Regions from separate parts of the Rattus norvegicus genome. Here region 2 is linked to region 1. Evidence: chromatin contacts called from public Hi-C data. All regions are on one chromosome and are shown on one strand. Each heading gives the region's core, a stretch centred on a gene start, on an enhancer-like site or on the middle of the called end of the contact. The rest is flanking DNA. Distances are from core to core; before and after follow the strand shown. Region 1 overlaps Txk (TXK tyrosine kinase). Region 2 holds the start of Nfxl1 (nuclear transcription factor, X-box binding-like 1).

Region 1 (4,263 bases), core at 726-3,225:
GTCTGGCAGTGTTTCTTTATGGTTTAATTTTGATCCCTCATGATTAGTTATTTTGACCACCTTTTAATAGGTATAGTGGTCATTTAAATATTCTCTTTTATGATCAAATTCTCACCATCTTTGCCCTTAAAATTAGATTCTGTGCCTTTTCTGGTTGATTTGTTCTTAACACATTCTTTTAAAGACTTATCTTTATTTCATGTGTCTGAGTGTTTTGTCTACATGTGTGTAACAGGACTTCATGCATGCTTGATGCCTGCAGAAGCCAGAAGAGGGAGGGAACTGGGTTCCCTTGAATGAAATGGAGCTAAGGATGGTTTTGAGCCAGCATGTGGGTGCTGGAGATTGAACTCTGGTCTTCTGCTGGGGTGGCCAGGGCTCTTAACCATCTCTGCGGATGTGCAGACAAAATATTGAATTGTCATTTATTAATATTTTCCTCTGTGATGATATTCTATTAAGAAATTCTATGCCACTGTCAAGGTCATAAATCGGTTTCTCCTGTCACTTTTACAACAGCATTTCACTTCAGGAGTGGGGACTACTTCAATAATAATTCTGCTAAGTGCATTATCCTAAATTTCCAGCAGATGGTGGTGTTGCTGTAGAAAAAGTAGGTGCTAAAATGTTAAGCTTTCACAGTTTCAAGGGGATCATTTTTAAAACATTCCCCCACCTCCACTACCTGGCTTGCTTATGAGAAATGAGAAATATACAACAACACAGATTTCACCTCAAACACGTTTAGGTATACATTGGCTAATATTCTGGCAATGGACATGGATAGTAGATGATTAGACCCACTCCTAAGAAGAGGCTACGCAAGGCAGGAAGGGTGTTTAGCAGTGGAATGAGAATAGTAGGAGGAACTAAAACAGGAAGCGGAAGTGGCCCCAGGAAGAGGAAATACCCCAACCTTAACACTATAACAAAACCAGGCTGGGAACATCACTGTTTTGGGTCCCATGTCTAATTTGTTTAGAAAAGTATACAGGTGTTTTTTTTGTTTGTTTGTTTGTTTTTTTCCGGAGCTGGGGACAGAACCCAGGGCCTTGCGCTTGCTAGGCAAGTGCTCTACCACTGAGCCAAATCCCCAACCCACAGGGGTTGAACCCACTATATTAAACATAGTGTTCTGTTAGTCTCAATGTTTATAGCCTTGTCCCCAAGTAAGCAAATCTTTAACCTTTGATGTCTTGGATTATCTATTAAGTTATAGATTCTCTCCTGTATATCTTTAACATCTACATAAAACAAGGAGATAGGACTGGATAATTCCTATCTTCTCTCAAAAAATTTTTTTTAAACCATTCTTTCTTCATTTTTAACATGAGTCATTTGCCTTTCTAGAAAAGTGGGAAATAGATCCGTCTGAGTTGACTTTTGTCAAGGAGATCGGAAGTGGTCAGTTTGGGGTAGTCTACTTAGGAGAGTGGAGAGCACGTATCCGGGTCGCCATCAAGGCCATCAATGAAGGCTCCATGTCTGAAGAAGATTTCATTGAGGAAGCCAAGGTGATGATGTGAGTACGAGGCCCCACCCCATGTACACACAGCCCCGCCCCTTGGAGTCTCGGACAGAACCTGGACTTTGGAATCAGATACACCTGCACCTGGGTCACAGCTCTGCCCAAGCCATTTGTGTAACCCAGGCAAATCACTTAACTGTTGTGTGGCATGCATGAACTATGTCACCCTCATGTCTCTGGAGTCCTCACCTATAAAACTGCAAATAATGGTACTCTGGCATTGGATCGAGGTGTGAGTTAATGAAACAGTTAATGAGAAAGACAGGGAAAGTATATTATGCTCAGCTCGGTGGTAGGTGCTGAATAAGTGATCTTTAGCTGTGGTGCTTTGTCCCCACACAAGCCAATAGATTGGTTGTGGTTTGTCACTGTAATCTGATCTTGGACCAGGAAGGCTCAAATCAATGTTCTCTAAACATTTGTTCAGTGTTTATTTAGAAGCACAGCAATGCATCAGCATAGAACAAAAACAGATGTCCTAACTTCAACTGTTCTATTGTGCAGAGCACATCGTTCTACCCCAGAGGGACACAGAATGAACAGAACTAGGTAGCAACCGGAGCGATGAGCTAGAGCCATTCTCCATGGAGACAGAGCAATTAGGACTTTGGGAGTTTTCAAGCTCTTACTCCAAGTGACCTATCAAAGCATCCTTTCTCCTACCTGTTTACAAGAGAATGAAAGTGGGTGGAGTTACAGTAAACAGCAATTGTCCAGGGACACCAGCTTCCCAGTGACACTGTTGGGTTGTTATTGTTGTTGCTGTCATTACAACATACCTGGTACACCTGTGGCCGACCTGTGCTCTCTGATCAGGGAGTTCTGTTACCCAAGGACAGAAGGATAGCAGTGTGCATTGGATTAAAGTGAAAAGAATGAATGTGAGATGTGCAACTCCGAGTTCAAACCATCTCACAATCTTTTCTGGACATGAGGAGATGAGGGGCTTTTTGAATGAGACAACCCTGGTTGGGAACTCAGGAATCACTTCCTGAAGATGAGCAGTTGAGCGAGTAGGAGAAAACCTTCCCACAGGCAGAGACAACACGTGTGCGTAGAAATGTGTGTTCCTGCCTTCTGTCACGTTACTCTCTCGACACACATATCGGTCCCTGCTTAGAGACGTGTCATGACTCACTGTTGGACAAGTGATAGATGTATTTACATTTGTAGCCAGTAAAGCTATTTCCTGGGACCAGAATGTTCCCCGCTGCTCATAAGACTTTCGAAGCTGATAAAACTTACATGATTCGGGAGTCCAGGAATTTATAAGAGTCACATGCTCCTCCACAGGGTTATAAAAACAGTAATTGCTAAGAGGATTTTCTCTAGTGTAGCTGGCTAAGAGTTGTGCAGGGAGCTCCAGGTGCAGGCAAGCATGGGTGGGTGTGTGTGTGCGCATTCGTGTGTGTTGGTGTTGAATTGGAGAAGCCTACTAGAAGATTAAAGGTGACTAAGTAGTCAGGGAAATGCATGAGGCTAGAGTTCAGGAGAGAGGGCAGGGTAGAGGGCATGAATTTGAGCATAGTCCCCAAAGATGATATTGAGAACCATGAAACTTGATTCTGTTACCAAGGGAAGAGAAGGGTTAGAGAAGGGTATCAGGAGATGTCCTGAGCTCCCATGTCTCAGGATGCTCTTCCAAGGGAAGACACAGGAGCTCGGGAACCTTATAAGAGGGCTGAAAAATTTTTGAAAATACTTTAAAAGAATTAAAAACCTCTACCACTTGTCCTACCGTGGGTCGTGGCATGTTTCTAACCTGGGACCGGTGTGTGGAGAAAGTAGCATGCAGGAGCAGAAACACGCATTTCTACTCACATGCGTCTCTGCCTGTGTGAAGTTTCTGTCCTATTTGTTCCTCTGAATCACATAGGAGGGTTTCTTTACCTGCTTTCCCCTTACTTCTAGTAGACATCTGTCTTATTCAGATACAGTTTGACTGCTGCCCTACTAAGTGAATGCTTTGTAATGTTTCAGTTCTCAAATACTTCCCATGACATTACACAGTCTTGGGTTTCTTTCTTTCTTTTTTTTTTTTTTTCTTGTCTCAAGTTTATTTGTAAAAACAGCATAGGACACTGGTCATCTGCACATAGTGTGTAGGTAGGTGTGTCACAGCAGTCCATCTGTCTTCACACTGGCAGGAGCCTTTTCTATGGGGTCTGCACAGGGGCCTGGGCACCCTTGGGAGCCTGAGCTGGAGCTGCAGCCTGGGCCTTAGCTGGAGCTTTGGCCTCTTCCTTGGTTTGAACCTTGGGCTTTGGTTGGCAGAGCCTACGAACCTCGGCCATGTAGCTTCAAATTGTCTTCCCTAGCGTGGGGTGAGCGATGAAAGCCAGACGGCTGAGTTTGCAGCTGGAGCCCTTTGGCATCTTGGGCTTGATGGCCTGAGGCTTCACAAGGGCCTTGATGGCCTCTGCTCGTGCACTCACTGCCTTGGCATTGTTGGCCTGCATCTTCTTCAGGCCTTTCCTTGTACTTCCTGGCAAAGCACATGTTCCTCAGGAACTTGGGGTCGACCCCCTTAAGAGATTTGTATCTTTGTGACCGGGGTTTCTTGATGCCATTTCTGTGCCATTGCGGGACTGGTTGTGTGTGGTGTGGTTCTTGGATTTCTTGATGCCATTTCTGTGCCATTGCGGGACTGGTTGTGTGTGGTGTGGTTCTTGGACTTGCCATGTCTGCACAGTAAGTCGAGGCTCCTGCAGCACCTGGGACCGGTCTTGGGTTTC
Region 2 (4,263 bases), core at 809-3,308, 120 kb after region 1:
ATCATATAGTTAAGTCTAAGATAGGAGGCCACGAGTCAGTCTACCTACTTGCAACCCAGGTTCTGCTACAGTGTCGAGAAAGATTTTTTGTGTTATTTATTTATTAAAAATTGGTTTCAGTGATAAGACTCCATATGCTACTAAGCAGGTAATTAAAGGAATGCTTGTATGAAACTTTCAATAAATATCAGAATAGTTAATATTGTTTGGAGGGATGGAGGAAATGTGTTCGCATGAAGGTTCAGTACGGAGATGTGGACAATGTGCTGACACAGATCTGTGCTACACACCAAGGTTCTTTGAGGGTCTCCTAATCGTCTGTCGACTCACTATTCCCTGGACATTTACTGATTTTGGTTAAAGTACAGGCCATGATGTAATACCTACATGTAAGAAATTAAAAACATGATAGAATTAAAGCTTAGTTTCCTCTCTATGCTTCAGTTTTCCCAGTGGTAAAAGTAGAATGATAAATAAGGTTATTTTGAGTACAAAATTTATTACCACAGTGGGCATGGTGGTGAAGACCTGGAGCACCAACTTTGAAGGCTGTGGTGAGAGGATCATGAGCTCCTAGATAATACTAAAAAAAAAAAAAATCCTCATCTCAATAAATTATATATGTAAAACTTTATATATGTGCAAATATTGAAAGACCTCTGGAGAGGACCTTTCCCTCAGGAGGAGACCCCCAAGCGCCCAGTGACCGAGCCGAGGCCACTCGGATGCAATCAGCAAGAGGGTTTATTGGAAAACACAGGTACCTGCGGGCACACAGTCTCTTCGGAGGACTTGCTCGCCCAGCAGCTCCAGCATGGGGCTTTTATAGGGTTTGGGGAAGCAGAAGCGGGCGTACAGAAGCAGATGCATAGTTATGGGGATTGGTGGATTTAAACGAGGCATATAGACATGTTCACATATGATTGGTTATTTCACATGATGAGGTAATAAGGTATAGCTACACACATTGGCAGGTTTGAATCATATTCGAATGAGGTTGTAACATGGTAAAAGAGTCCTGAATGTCGGGGGCTGGGGGCTTATCCCTTCCTGCCAGATCCGGTACTCCTAGTCTGTTCTGTATTCCTTTCCTTTTATGTTCTGTTAGTTTTTTTTTGTTTTTTTTTTTTTTTTTTGGTTCTTTTTTTCGGAGCTGGGGACCGAACCCAGGGCCTTGCGCTTCCTAGGTAAGCGCTCTACCACTGAGCTAAATCCCCAGCCCCTGGTCTGTTAGTTTTAATGGTGACTCGGCCCTAGGTATCTGGGCGTGCCTGGGCTCGTTCAAGCCTGTTGCAGCTCTGAGTTAAGACTCATGGGGTGGGTCTTTCAATATAACATGTGTAAACATTTTGTACACTCCCAGACACATTAAATGGCAGCTAAATATAATTGTTGTAAATGTTGGGGAATTAACTAAGCTGAATGGTAGTTTAAAGAATGTATAATTTTCAAGTATCAACCAAAATTCGACTCATTTCCCAAGAGACCACTGAATGAACTTCTGCAACCTATACGTACAGGTTAGCTGTTGGTTCTCAGATATTTTCCTTAATGAATCTACTTGAGAAAGCAGTTTTGAAGGGAAAATAAGCAGTCTCCAAAGGAAAGCTTGTTTTAAAGTATAAAAGGAGGTAATACTAGGGGTGGATTTCATTGGGAGTTGAATTTTCTCCACTCAAGTCACTTTTCCTACAATGCTCCTGGGGCTTTCCTGACCCTGTTCCCCATAGCGTCCTCTGTTTTCTAAGAACTTCCTGAATGAGGATTTGCCGCTACCTGCAAGCAGGAAACTATGGCGAAAATAACTTTATGTCAGTTTTGTCCTCTCTGACTGAATCCTGACATATCCGGTATTTCCGGGGAGCAGCTGCTAAAGGGAGACTTGAGAGCTCGCTCCCCGACACGCCCACCAATGAAGGTGTCTACGTTTCACGAGCTCCAGAGCACTCTGGGAAATATAGTTTCCAAAGGTCGAGAGCAACCGCATAGGCGCATGCGCGCTGAGAATTTCTTAGCTTCTTCCCCATAAGCGGCCGCGCTGCCACGCATTCTACGGTCCGCGGGCAGAGGCTTCTGGGAGTTGTAGTCGCTGGCGGTGGGCGCCGTCGGTAAGGAGACGTAGCTTTCGGTGCGGTCCACTTCAGCAGTTGGTTCCCGGCCGCGGCGTCACGGTCAGTCAGCGTTTCGGTGCCCACCGCACTTCTCCTGAGGGTGACGAGGATTTCCCGTGGCTGGGCTTTTCCTGTCCCGGGTGGGCTCCTCGTGGGTCGGTGGTTCATTTCTGGCCCCCGTCCTTTTCCTCCCCGCTCGTCGCTCCAGCCTGGGTTTGGCGGGGACTGGCCCTCGGGAGACACAGGGCCGCGACCTCCTCAGACCCGGTTTCCGTGTCGCGCGGTCGGTCCGCATCCAGCCTCGACTTCGCGGTCGCTCACGCTCCTTCTCCTCCTTTATCTCTTCTCTGCAGGGATGGACGCTTCCTGGCGCCAGGTGGCCGCTGGCCGAGGCCGAGCCCGAGGAAGGGGTACCGCAGTGCCCCTCTCAGGAAATGGAGTCCCTCTTAGCGGCGCAGGGGGAGGGCGAGCCAAAGGGTCTGGGGGCGCGGTGCCCTCGGCCCCCGGCCCGAGGAGAGCAGCAACTCCGGGCCCTGCGGGTCACAAGCAGCGCTCTGCTGGAGGCGAAGCCCCGCAGCCCCTGTGGGTCGGCGGTGAGGATGGCTCAGGTGAGGATGGCTCAGGTCCCCTCCGCCCCACCAAACTCCCCAGTCACTTCCCAGCTTATCGCTGGCTGCCAGGGCCCTCAAGTCTCATTCACTTTTTAACTGCTCAGGGAGTTTAGTATCAGGAATCTTCTCGGATTCAGGCAGATTTCCATCTCATCTCTTGCATCCTCATTTTAATTGGTATTGCCTTTGTTACTTACCTTCCTGAATGGTGTGCAGCTGATTTGGTTAACTCAGTACACGGATCGCCAGAGTTTGCTTTCTTTTAAAATCTACAATGTTTACATCTGTTGTAAAGTAAGACCTTGTGCTAGGCTAAGGTCTCAGAATCCCATTTACGTGCAGATCGGGAATTCCATTCTTCATTAATTAACTCTGCCCTCAAGACTAGTTGTTGATAGCCGTCTTTACCAGGCTACCTGACTTTTTGGACTGTCTGAGACCTCTTTGGACCTGTAAGCGCATTGGTTATTTTTGACCCATCCCTGTTCATAAATTCCATGTCTTTCCATGATGTATCAGGTGTTGCCACCGTGAATTTGCCAATAGCTTTGGTCCAAGATCTTGTTTTAATGCAATGTAGAGAGTATTTAACTGTACCTAGATAAAAGAGAATGGTCCCTGAAAGCATTTTGTGTTTGCCATGGGCTTTTCAGAAGACTTTTACAATTTTTATTTCTGAGATTACAGTATAATTGCATCATTTCTCCCTTTCTGGTAGGAGCAGAATTGAGCCTCTGTGTGGGGTTTCTCAGGGTAACTTGAAAGTTAGTTTGCGTTGATTTCACTTGCAGTGGTCAGTTTATCATAGAGGTGAAGTGTGCTATTGAGAGACCTAGGAGCCAGCTGGTAAGCTTGCTTGGATTTTGTGGGTAGCAGGAAAGCAAGCATTCTCTGTATGAGTAGTTGACCTGTGTGTTGAAGGAATAAGGTAAGAAGACTGCCTGGTCACTTTGTGACATTTCTCCAAATGTTGCTAGGTACATATATGTCCCAATTCAGCTTTTTTTTTTTTTTTTTAAAAAAACATCCCCCAACCCCTGCCAGGGTTCATTCCCAGAGATTAACGCCATCCTTGTAATGTTGAGTTGTCTTACTGCTCTCCTTCTTCCGTGTTCTCAAAGATTTCTGAAGTAAGCATCATATACATTGTCTTCCTTCCATACCTGAAACAGTCTGTTTCAGTTGATAGTTACCAATCAAATTAGCTGAGATAAGGAAAGGAAAACATTTCCTTCAATAAGAGGGAAATAAAGGGTAAAATATGTACAAGTACAGATGTGCCACTGAAAGTGAGATTTATTTTGATAGTCTTATCAGTCCGACGTATGAAGTACGTTTTTAATTAGTGAATTAGAATAGTAAATTTAACATTCTCTTACTGTGAGCACCAGTGCATACAATTCAGCAAGCTTGTGAGTCTTTTCTTAAAACACCATTACTGTCTATTGCACTTGTTAACTGGAGCACATTTGCCAGGATTCCTACTCTCAAGAAGCTGGAGTCTGGTTGAGAACAAGCGCTGGGAAGTTATCTGGTTCTGT

Evidence for each region. Hi-C and Micro-C count contacts between places; a contact is called where the count stands out from the background.
Region 2: a Hi-C map of liver shows a contact between it and region 1, with 4 times the contacts expected there. The contact joins the promoter of Nfxl1 here to the enhancer-like site in region 1. A contact is called at or near these places in 6 of 12 Hi-C or Micro-C datasets (the A7r5 cell line, Schwann cells, hepatocytes and 2 more).

Annotation. Positions count from the first base shown.
Region 1 is chr14:35,858,011-35,862,273 of GRCr8, forward strand. It overlaps Txk (TXK tyrosine kinase), which reads left to right. Exons shown (of 15, transcript NM_001024255.1): 10 at 1,351-1,522. Among named protein-coding and RNA genes, the nearest start is that of Txk, 42 kb to the left of the region's middle. Within about 2 kb of position 1,976, at least 7 of the 93 cell types and tissues checked have an H3K27ac peak or open chromatin away from gene starts, as enhancers often do. A contact at or near this core is called in liver, where this site is marked.
Region 2 is chr14:35,978,025-35,982,287 of GRCr8, forward strand. It overlaps Nfxl1 (nuclear transcription factor, X-box binding-like 1), which reads left to right and starts at 2,059. Exons shown (of 23, transcript NM_001170438.3): 1 at 2,059-2,171; 2 at 2,465-2,719. The coding sequence starts at 2,467.